4 separate regions of the Mus musculus genome follow, and regions 1, 3 and 4 are each linked to region 2. A link is a contact called in public promoter capture Hi-C data. All regions are on one chromosome and are shown on one strand. The core of a region is the stretch at or near the end of the contact, and the rest is flanking DNA. Distances in the headings are between cores, read along the strand shown.

What was found. Promoter capture Hi-C pulls out the DNA fragments that hold promoters and counts their contacts.
Region 1: a contact with region 2 is called in a promoter capture Hi-C map of neutrophils. The contact joins the promoter of Hsd17b13 here to the promoter of Pkd2 in region 2. A contact is called at or near these places in 9 of 39 promoter capture datasets (the 3T3-L1 cell line, cranial neural crest, hippocampal neurons and 6 more) and 2 of 115 datasets of contacts at active chromatin or transcription factors (embryonic limb bud and stem cell-derived neural progenitor cells).
Region 3: a contact with region 2 is called in a promoter capture Hi-C map of trophoblast stem cells, with 5 times the contacts expected there. The contact joins the enhancer-like site here to the promoter of Pkd2 in region 2. A contact is called at or near these places in 13 of 39 promoter capture datasets (3T3-L1-derived adipocytes, the HPC-7 cell line, the SN4741 cell line and 9 more), 1 of 15 datasets of contacts at CTCF or cohesin (the NIH/3T3 cell line), 8 of 484 Hi-C or Micro-C datasets (Sertoli cells, adipose-derived mesenchymal stem cells, bone marrow-derived macrophages and 4 more), 11 of 115 datasets of contacts at active chromatin or transcription factors (the NIH/3T3 cell line, SST interneurons, bone marrow-derived macrophages and 4 more) and 1 of 9 other capture datasets (embryonic stem cells).
Region 4: a contact with region 2 is called in a promoter capture Hi-C map of the 3T3-L1 cell line, with 8 times the contacts expected there. The contact joins the enhancer-like site here to the promoter of Pkd2 in region 2. A contact is called at or near these places in 15 of 39 promoter capture datasets (the 3T3-L1 cell line, 3T3-L1-derived adipocytes, the HPC-7 cell line and 11 more), 26 of 484 Hi-C or Micro-C datasets (the 3T3-L1 cell line, 3T3-L1-derived adipocytes, B cells and 20 more), 7 of 115 datasets of contacts at active chromatin or transcription factors (the NIH/3T3 cell line, astrocytes, embryonic forebrain and 1 more) and 1 of 9 other capture datasets (embryonic stem cells).

What each region holds. Positions count from the first base shown.
Region 1 is chr5:103,975,858-103,978,666 of GRCm38.p6, forward strand. It overlaps Hsd17b13 (hydroxysteroid (17-beta) dehydrogenase 13), which reads right to left and starts at 1,531. Exons shown (of 7, transcript NM_001163486.1): 1 at 1,249-1,531. The coding sequence starts at 1,458.
Region 2 is chr5:104,458,132-104,460,831 of GRCm38.p6, forward strand. It overlaps Pkd2 (polycystin 2, transient receptor potential cation channel), which reads left to right and starts at 1,326. Exons shown (of 15, transcript NM_008861.3): 1 at 1,326-2,094. The coding sequence starts at 1,506.
Region 3 is chr5:104,071,185-104,073,887 of GRCm38.p6, forward strand. Gm17660 (predicted gene, 17660) reads right to left here. Exons shown (of 10, transcript NM_001163772.1): 6 at 2,354-2,380; 7 at 884-913; 8 at 789-800; 9 at 35-70. The coding sequence ends at 65. Among named protein-coding and RNA genes, the nearest start is that of Gm17660, 5.1 kb to the right of the region's middle. Within about 2 kb of position 1,272, at least 68 of the 459 cell types and tissues checked have an H3K27ac peak or open chromatin away from gene starts, as enhancers often do. A contact at or near this core is called in Sertoli cells, epiblast stem cells, second pharyngeal arch cranial neural crest and 2 more, where this site is marked.
Region 4 is chr5:103,997,631-104,000,330 of GRCm38.p6, forward strand. All of the region lies in intron 5 of Hsd17b11 (hydroxysteroid (17-beta) dehydrogenase 11), which reads right to left. Among named protein-coding and RNA genes, the nearest start is that of Hsd17b13, 22 kb to the left of the region's middle. Within about 2 kb of position 1,416, at least 16 of the 459 cell types and tissues checked have an H3K27ac peak or open chromatin away from gene starts, as enhancers often do. A contact at or near this core is called in liver, where this site is marked.

The sequences.
Region 1 (2,809 bases), core at 281-2,780, 480 kb before region 2:
ACTCTGCTTCTCAACAAACAAACAAACAAACAAACAAACAAACACCAAAACCCCAGTCTCTCTAGTCTGAGCCACTGTATCCGGTACATGACAGCAGCGGTTTGTGGTTTCCTTGTAGTGCTGAGGCTCACACCCAGCCACAACTGGATCTAATATCTAGTTTGTATATTCTAGATAATTGTTGTACCGCTGGGCTACATCCCCAGTCCAGTTCTTCAAAGATTACAATCCCAGAGACAGTTTGTTGTGGCACATCTTTTTCACGACCTTTTGGGAATGTGCATGTTTAGGAGAAAGTGACACAGGACGTCAACACTTTCAGACTTAAGGTAGTTAAGAGCATTTATAAATAAACAGAGATCAACAACCTCTTAAATGTACTAGTGAAAGCCAGGCACTGGTGTAGACATTTCCATATGTGATGCTGCGTGCACCAGGCCATGCTAAGCACTTAAGTATTATTCTTTACCCTTCTTGCTCAGGACCCGGCAAGTATTTTTTCTTCTTCTGCAAAAGGTCAGATGTAAGTATTTTAGGATTGCTGGAGTGTGAGTGGAAGTACCATGGGTTTCTGCTGTTAGTTCTTCATGTGGTTTTGTTTGTTTGTTTTGAGAATCAATCCCTCAAATGTGTAAAAACCTGAGCGGTTGCTCGGTGATAGAGTGCTTGCCTGGCACGTGCTAAGGTACTGTGGCTCAGTGGTAGGTACTAAGACCCAGCTTCAGTCTATCACAGAAAGGAACAAATGAATAACAGAATAAATGAAAATCTAAAAGTATAAAAGTCACCCCTAGCTGTAATAAACTGCATATTGGCCAATTTGGTTGCTGGCAATCATTACCTGTAGATTTTGTCTCCCTCTGAGATTTTATCCCAATGGTAGAGTTTTTTGTTTGTTTTTTGTTTTTTAAATTTGAAGTTGAGGTAAGTTATGTGGCTTGCCTAATTTCAGCAGCTGGGAAGCTCTCTGGCTCCTGCGTCTCTTGTTATCAAGTTGTACACCACAGTAGAACCAACCAACCAACCAACCAACCAGTCAAACAAAATGAAACCCCCCAGGCTTAGTTCTCCAGCTCGTTGGTTCCATCTTGTTCACCTGTCGCAGGGATCCAGAAAGGACCCAGGAGTTTATTAAAACTTTGAAAAAGGAAAACACAGAGAAAAGCCAGCACTAAGTTACGTCTCTAGAGAAACATATGCCTTGTTATTTTGTGACTTTAAAAGATTGTTAGAAACACCTATTATTACCTTATTGATATCCCATAGAACCAGTCTGCTTTTCTGCTTTGCAAATTCATATGCAGTCAGCCTGCCTATTCCGTGTCCGGCCCCCGTGATGAGAACGGTCTGCCCGGTCACAGATTTCCTTCTCCGGGGAATGAAGAACTTTACCAGTGACTCCAGGTAGGAGTAGATGATGACGCCCACCAGAAGGAGAAATTCCAGGATGAGGTTCATGGCTCTGTTCTCACAACAGACACCTCTGCTCAGAGCTCCACAGAGAGCCCTGTCAGGTATTATGGGCTGCTGCAGAAGAGGCAGACTTTGACTGTGTCCCCTGACGAATCAGATACACCTTTGGTTTTTGAAATGATGCCAGTCTCTAACACAAGCGCAGCATAGGTCAGGGAACCCAGTGGGATGTGCCCTTTGGACCTGGTTATCTGAAAAGCAGTTATGCACCATGTTTCGACATGAAACTTCACCTCTCAAAGCTATTCTGGAAGTATTGCATCAGCTAATGGTCTGTTATCATTTGAATGTGTGTGTGTGTGTGTGTGTGCATGCACGAACACAAGCAAGCACATGTGTGCATTCATGTTAAATCAGGGTTGGGGGAATTAGAAATAGAAACATTATATTAAAGAAACTTTAAGGGATTAGTGACATGGCTTAGCAGTCAAAGTGCTTGCCATGCAAGCCTTTTACCTGAATATGATCCCCAAATCCATAGTGGAAGGAGATAGCCAACTCTACACACACATACACACAGAGAGGGAGACACACACACATAGACACACACTCATGTACACACACAGACACAGACACACTTACATACAGATGCACACATACAAACATACATGCATAGATACATACACACACATACACACACGCATAGACACATATACATGACACATATACATGTACACACACAGACACACACATGCACACACATACACAAATGCACACACTCACATACACACAGACACACATGCACACACACACACATGCATATAAAGTAAAAATGAGGAAGCTAAAATATGGGTCAACAAAGCTTAGCTGTTGAACGCATGCATTCACAGTTATGATCTTCCTCTGAAACCCCTGAGGTGGAGGAGAATGTAGGTTATAGGAAACAGCCAGTTCTCGCCATAACACTGGGAAAATCACCAGACCAGATATCATACACGTCAACTTAAAAGTGCTGCCACTGTCTCAGCCTGGGCGGTGGTGACAAATACTGTGGGCTAGGTGGCTTATTACACAGTCCTAGTGTCTGTGTAACCTAAGCTGTATGTGTGTCAAGTGGGAACTGGCATCTTGGTTTGCAGACAGCTGTCATTTCATGGCCACTGCACCCCAAAGAATGAGGAGGAACTTCTCTGTGGTCAACTTTATAAAAACCATAGACAGCCATCGTGACGTAATCACCTCCCAAAGTTCCAACATTCTATATTAATAGGAGCTAGATTCCAGCATAAGAAATTAAGGGGACACATTCTGGATAGAGTAACTTCTAATAGTGGAAAAGGAGAGATCACCCTTGTCCATCAATGGATGGGTAAAATATCAGACATACATACGATGG
Region 2 (2,700 bases), core at 76-2,575:
AAAGTAACTAAATTTAAATCATACTATTAAGGTTGTCTATAACCACTACGATGACAATGATGGTGATGATGACGATGACCACGAAGATGAGGAGGAAGAGGAGGATGAAACATTTAAGGGAGGACAATGGGGAGACACAGGCAAAACGTGCCATATGCAAGCCAAGACAGGCCTCGGAAAAGGTCAACCAACTTTTTTTTTTTTTTTGAGAAAATGTATTTGCATTATTGAACACAGTGTGTGGTAAGTTATTATAACAAGCCTGGCAAACTAATATAGGATCGGACCATGCACATTTGCTAAACTGCAGAAATAAAATATTACCACTTAAGCTAGAATTCCATAGATTCTTTAATGTACCAACATGGCTGACCCCTTATTGCAAACAGTGGAGACATGGAGAATATGGGTGGGTGGGTAGGAGGGAAATGGGGGAGGGATACCACCCATAGGCTCCCAATCCAGTCCTATCCCCAAGGCTAAACAGAGAGAGACCAGTTTAGTATTAGAATGGCAGAAGAGATATGGAAGTGACAGAAATCATTTGCTCTGCTGTGGAATGACAATGTTTGCAGTTAGAGTAAAAAGCATTAGAGAACCCCTTGAGGACAGAAATGACAAGAAGACCCCCGCGGGACTTGACGAGGAGGTGGATGAGGACATCCTATGAGAAGCGTCAGAAGTGAGGGCAGAGATGCACAGATCTTGGCCAGGAATTTAACTTTTAAAAGAGATGGGAAAACCATGGAAAATCGAATTTGGAGTAGGCTTTGCCTGACCCAACTGCTGTCTTAAGTTGGCTGTGCCAGCTGGGGCGTAGCGAGGATGGAGATCTAGACCTAACGCCTGAGGCAGGATTCTGTTACTCAAGGGCTGGCCAGGAGCGGAAATGAGGTAATGGTGGAGGCATCAGAAAGTTCCAAAATCCAACCCTTGGATGCCTCTAGATGTCTGGAGAGTGGAGACAGGAAATCATCCAGTAAACACAGAATCAAGGAGCTGAGGGTCACCAAATGCAAGCCTTGCCGCCTTGGTGATTTCTTTCTGGTTTTTAAACGAAGGGTGGATTTCTTTGCCTTCCCTGAGAATTCAGTTCAAGCTGGATTTCACTAGTTCTTTCTATCCCAACAAAAGATCTCCATCTTTACCCTCCTCCTTGCACCTTTGCAAACCCAGGGGGAGTATGGACAGAGTCTAAGCACTATCTTAAGGTCATGCAGGCATGGACACACCCAGGAGCCCCTTTCCCGACGAGCTGGCTGACCAAGCAAGCTACCCCGTAGGAATGTGGGCACCGATGGGGACCCTGGCTCTACTTGGATCCCTGGCCGCTGGGGCCTTTTCGACGCGCCTAAGTCCAGTCCAGGCGAGGCCAGGGCCCGGGAGGCGGGCCGAGGGGGCGGGCGGAGGCGGGGAGCAGCAGGCCGACTCCGGGAAGAAAAGAACATGGCTCCTGCGGCAGAGGGCGGCGGCACTCCCGGGCGCGCTGGGCGCCAGTGAGCGCCATGGTTAACTCCAGACGCGTGCAGCCGCAGCCGCCCGGGGACGCGGGACGCTCGCCCGCGCCGCGAGCGTCCGGACCCGGGCGCCTGGTGGCGGGAGGCGCCGGCCTAGCTGTCCCCGGCGGCCTCGGGGAGCAGCGGGGCCTGGAGATCGAGATGGAGCGCATCCGGCAGGCGGCCGCTCGGGATCCCCCGGCCGGAGCCTCGGCCTCGCCGTCTCCTCCGCTTTCGTCCTGCTCCAGGCAAGCGTGGAGCCGCGACAACCCGGGCTTTGAGGCAGAGGAGGATGACGACGACGACGAGGTGGAAGGAGAAGAAGGAGGGATGGTGGTAGAGATGGATGTGGAGTGGCGCCCGGGCAGTCGGAGGTCGGCCTCCTCCTCGGCCGTGAGCTCGGTGGGCGCCCGCGGCCGAGGGCTCGGGAGCTACCGCGGCGCGGCTCACCTGAGCGGGAGGCGGCGCCGGCTAGAGGACCAGGGCGCGCAGTGTCCCAGCCCCGCGGGCGGCGGGGACCCGCTGCATCGCCACCTCCCGCTGGAGGGCCAGCCACCCCGAGTGGCCTGGGCAGAGAGGCTGGTGCGAGGGCTGCGAGGTAAGATCCGGACTCTTGGCGTCCAGTGCACGCTTGACAACTGCCTGCGCGCGGGCTCGAACCCCTGTCCTACAAGGGTGGCTGTCTGCTGCGGCTCCACCTCGCATCCTCTGCGTTCCCGCCTCCTTCCAGAGCGCCTTCCCTAACTCCTCTAATTCGGCGCGATTTCCGGTACCCATCACCGAATTTTACTGCGTTCTTGTTGGTGCAAATTCATTGGACGCCTCCCTTCCTCCCTTCCTCTCTCCTTAAGATGCTAGCACATTTTGGAAAACAAAAGCAAGCCGTTAATACCTGGGCTTTTGGAGGACGAAAAGTGAATATTCTAGTACAACTGACAATAGTTGGAACTTTATGCTTGCTAAATGTCACAAATGAGGAACAAGTTTATTCCAGAGCCCAAGCTTTTCCTTTGGTGGCGATGTGTCATGTCCCTTCAGCCATTCTAGTAGGGACCTACAATGTTATCCAAGTTTTGAGACAAATGCCTTTAAACAGGTCATTGTCTGAAGGTTTGGTTGAGAGAGAGGTTGTTGACAGAAATGTGTAGAAACACATTTTTGATCATTTCCAATTCTAGACATTTCTTAAACAGTTGCAAACAAA
Region 3 (2,703 bases), core at 22-2,521, 390 kb before region 2:
TTGGTGAAAGATGTTTTTTGGAGATTGTACTCACTGTGCGAGCCTTCTGATGTAGTAGTGAAGCTTATCTCTGTTGAGGTAGACAGTACATTCATTTACTGTGAGGATCTGAGACATTTTCATTTCCTCTCCCACCTCCCCTCAGCCTCTCCCATCTTAGGATTCTTTTGTTGTTGATGTTGAAATACTGGTGTGATCGGGCGACTGGCTTTGTGCTTTGGTGATCTGTGAATGCCAAGAAACTGAAGCCCTAAGGATCTTGTATTAAATAGAAGGTAGTTTCTTCCACATGGTGTGTGGAGGCCTGACAGAGGGGAGTCTTCATAGTGGTAAATAAAAAGTATGAGTAATATTCCAGAGCAGTGAAACTTATTACTAGGAAGGCTGGTGGGTGAAAACACACTTTTCCCCCTTAAAATTGGGTTTGGGCATTGCCTTGAGGTCAGACCATGGCTGTGTTTGGTAATTTTACAGTAGGCTTTCCTCAGTCTGCTGCTGTGAGTTGTCCAGTCGCCGGAAGCAAGCCCAAGGTAAATGTAAGTACCTGAGAGTTCACGACCTAAGGTTGTGCTGATGTCTACAATCTTAAACCTTGTGAAACCTGCCTTGTGAAAAGATACTTACTGTTAGAGATGCAGAGATTCTGATCTTAAAGGTCTGGGAACTGAATTCATAACACCATGCACTGTGATTGGCTTAAGGCATTGGGTTGATTTAGAGGAGTTATTCTCCCCCTTCCCTGACAATGGATGTCACCTTTATCAATAGAACCAGAAATAAAATCTTACCCCAAGGAAGCCCTAGAAAAATAAGGGGAAAAAAAAAGTTAAATACTAACCAGAGTTCACTTAGTGACTTTGTTGTTTATGAAAATAAGATTTACCTGCAGTTGGTTCAAAATAGAAGTGATTAACTGTAAAAGAAGAAAGGGGTAAGTAGTCTCGGTGGGTTTGCCTTCCAATTTATATTCATCCTAGCACATGTGTCAGCGGAAATGTTTTGTACGTGAATGTTTCATTGGAAATCATACTTGATGTGTACAAGATTGAAGATAATTCAAATTCCTTTGATTTATGGAACTACTTTCCTCTACCTTCTCACTGCATTTACTGCATTTGAAAGTGAGAAAGCTGAAGACCCCCCCCCCCCCCCCCCCCCCCCCCCCCCCCCCCCCCCCCCGTCCACTTTGAGTAAGCGGCACTCTGGTTGGAGATGGGAATGTCCTGTTGAATGGTTTCCTGCTGCAAAGCTATGAATGGGGCTTTGTCTTGCTGATTTGCTTACACAGCTGTTCCACTGGAGATGTGTTGCTCTGCAGCTTCCTGTAGAGCTCAGCAGCTTCTTCAAGAGATTGGATTGGACTAATGGTGATCCATTATCCCCGTTATGTACAAAGCTGCCTGCCCCAGAACACTAGGAATAGTGAAACCAACCTCTGCGTTCTTATGTATAAGCAACATTCTGAGTACTGAGTGTGGGGGAGGGTGAGAAAGGGGTGAGGAGGGGAGGAGGGAGGGATATGGAGAGGGAAGAGAAGAGCGATTAGCTCCCTAAGTATTGTTGGGATCCTCTAAGAAGGCCCCTGGCAACTTGAGTGAGTCAGATTCTCTGAAGCGAGCACACATTCAGAGGTCAGGCAGGTCATTGCTGTCCATGCTGGCGAACTGAGCAAAGCCACGAAGCTGGATCAAGTCTACAGGTAACATGAAGATCTAGTTTCCCAGCACAGGATGCTGGGTGCCCCTGCAGCTGGGCTCCAACTGGAAGACCCACTTGGTGACGTTATAATCACCAGTAATCAGTCACAGAGAGAGAGGCAGAGAGAAAGACCCAGAGAGAGAGGCAGAGAGGCAGAGAGACAGAGAGACAGAGAGGTAGAGGCAGAGACAGATATCTTAGAAATTGAGACCAGCCCGGTCTACATATTAAGTTCTAGGCTACCAAGGACTATAGAGAGCTTGTCTCAAAAACAAACAAGCAAACCTCCTTTGGGGTTTAGATTTGATAAGGTTTCACATATTACACGCTGTGCCAATTCCTTAGTATTGGAATCTACCTTCTCTTCCTAAAGCACTTTATTCTGTTCCTCTAGGTTTTCTGACCCCTCGCTTTTTCACTTAACTCGCATCAGTAATAATGACCTTGTCTTGTCACGTTAGAACTGAGTGAATGGAAAGAACTCTTCTCGTACACTGGCCTTTGTTTTGGCCTTTGGATTTACCAGGTGCCCTGCCTGTGGGTCAAGATGAACTGAATCCGTGCAGTGGTTTCCAGAATGAACTGGCTCAGTTATATGCTATTAGATGCTGTATTCTTAAAGACCCCATAGATGGACAGAGCAGAATATATTTACCTCCAGAAGCTGATTAGGTGTCAGAACCTTGAATAAAAGAAAGAGAACAAACCAAGAGTTACAATTTAGCGGTTCAACTTAGAGTTACAACTTTGAATTAGCCTGGTAAATGGAAACATAGTTTTTTTTTTTTTTTGTTTTGTTTTGTTTTAATTAGGTCTTTTCCTCATTTACATTTTCAATGCTATCCCAAAGGTCCCCCATACCCACCCACCCCCCAGCCCCCTACCCACCCACTCCCCCTTTTTGGCCCTGGCGTTCCCCTGTACTGGGGCATATAAAGTTTGCAAGTCCAATGGGCCGGAAACATAGTTTTAAGACCCCCTAGCCTTCATTAATTCCTCTCACTG
Region 4 (2,700 bases), core at 166-2,665, 460 kb before region 2:
GAAACCACTTCCAAGTAGTTATCCAATACCAAATGGTCAGCCCTGAAACCAAGTAACATCATACAGGCTGAGCAGACTGTACTCATACATAGAACACACACACACACACACACACACACACACACACACACACACACACAACTACTTTAACAATTAAGGAAAAGGAGGCCACAAATTTGAAGGTGGGAGAATGTTACATGGTGAGGGTTTGGAGGGAAGGAAGCGAAAGGAGGACATGATATAATTACATTATAATATCAAAAGTAAAAGAAGATTAAGAAAGAAGCTACAAGTCATATTAAACCAAACAGAAGGCAAGACGACTGAGAAACAGTGAAGACTTAATTATAGGGAAGTGGACAGAGACCAGAAACAGCAGAGAAGCCATGAGTAAGTGGACAGAGACCAGAAACAGAAGAGAACCCAGGATTCTTTGAAAAGAACCACATCCTAGCATTCTAAGCTAGGATGGCCAAGGGAAATAGAATTCAGAACATGAAAACAGAGTACAGCAGGGGCAGTACTAGGACCTCACAGAATAACGACTCTGAGAGCACCGTGAACAGCCCTGGGACAGAGTCCACATGAGATACACAGACCTAAGGAATGGCAGCCACTGAAACTGCTTCACAAGGAAACTAAAAACTGGAGCAGGCCTTTAGTAAGAAATTAAATTGGCACTCAAGACTGCTCGTTTTAGACAGTCAGGGTCTGACTGTGTAGCCCAGGCTGGCCTAGAGCTTTCTATATAGACACATCTGAACTGGAAATTCTAGCTACCATGCCCAGCTTCCTTCCTTCCTTCCTTCCTTCCTTCCTTTCTTTCTTTCTTTCTTTCTTTCTTTCCTTCTTCTTCTTCTTCTTCTTCTTCTTTCTTCTTCTTCTTCTTCTTTCTTCTCCTTCTCCTTCTCCTCCTTCCTCCTTCTTCTCCTTCTCCTCCTCCTCCTCTTCCTTCCTTCTTCTTCTTCTTCTTCTTCTTCTTCTTCTTCTTCTTCTTCTTCTTCTTCTTCTTCTTCTTCTCCTTCTCCTTCCTTCTCCTTCCTTCTCCCTCTTCTTCTTCTTCTTCTTCTTCTTCTTCTTCTTCTTCTTCTTCTTCTTCTTCTTCTCCTTATTCTTCTTCTCCTTCTTCTTCTTCTTTCTTTTTAACGTTTAAAGGAGAACTGACAGAAATCTTTTAATAATTCTTTCAAGAACAGATGGCAAGGAAGCTTCCTGTTTTGTTTCATGTTGGGTCTCAGTATTTAAGCCCAAGCTGGTCTTTAATTTGTGATAATGAGCGTAATGTGCACTAAAATTAGAGGCATGAGTCACCACACTTGGCTTACTGCCTGCTACCTTGAACTGTTACCTAGCTAAGTTCTGGAAACCGTGAGGCCAACCAATCACAGGCGTGAATCTCCAAAACTGTGGACAAAAATAAACGTTTTCTCTGTGTATGTTGATTATCACCAGTATTTTGCCAGAGTGACAAAAAGATGACCAGCTGCAGAGTTGTTATATAAAGTAGAAGCAGAAGAAACTGGAAGACAGGGGCAGGCAGGAAGGGCAGAGGCTCATGTCATCTTTGCTTCATAGCGAGCTGAATTCAGCTTTGGCTGTATGAAATTAGAGGGAGAAGGAGAGAGAGGGAGGAGGGAGGGAGGAGGGAGAGAGAGAGAGAGAGAGAGAGAGAGAGAGAGAGAGAGAGAGAGGAAGAGAAAGAGTCAAAGAGACACTGAGAGGCAGAGGTAGAGACAGATTATCAAACCATGGCTGGAGGATCAAAGCTGGCATGCAGGATCAGATCAGAGAATAAAGGCAAACAGAAAGAACCGGGGACTGATTTTGGTATTTAGCAGGTGAATATTTTGAAATAACCCTATTGCTATCCAAGCTTATTTAATAAAAATAATTCTTAGTTCTCAAGAACTTAATCAGGGGGCATGACAATATTTAATTCCCATAAATTCAGACTACAGTGAACTCTTGCCTTTATGGAAACCTGGCTTCTTTGCAGTGTGTTACATGTGTAAACACAAGTGATAGACGACATATGAGTGCCCTTAGGGGTGGATTTAAGCACCAACGGTCATCTGGGACACATTTCAAATTCGTCCACTTAGAAGCCGTTCCAGTTTCTTCAGAGAGAAATCTGGCTCTGGGTAACTGGGTCTGAGATTCCTTTCTGCTACTCATGGGGAATAACTGTAAGCCTCAGACGACTCACCTATCGGATAGCTAGACAGCATCTACCCCAGTGCTCCAGATGTAAGAAAAAGACTGTTTGGTGATCAGCTGGGGCACACACTGCTAGTCTCTAATTATTTCTCCTCGGGATACCTGTGCTCCAGCAGAGGGCGCTCTTGCCTTGTCCAGCCATGTCCTGGGGCAATAGCTTTAAAATGTAGTACCAGGTTTTAACAAATGAAAGATCACCTGTTTTTTATTTTATTTTATTTTTTAAAAACGAATGCCAATATGCTATTTCAGCATCTAAATCCTGAGACAGAGAGGAAGCAGCAAGGGGTATTTTGGTATGGCTGCTCCCCAACTCCAGCCTGACCTGTCGTTTCTTCAGGGTTAAGTTAGGGCTTCATAGTTCATACAGACAGAGTTAAGAACTGGCTTTCTGAACAGATTGTCTTGCCTTTTGTTGTGTGTTTCTTCTGTTGTTGTTGGAGACAGATCTTACTTTGTTGCCTATGCTGGTGTGAAATTTAG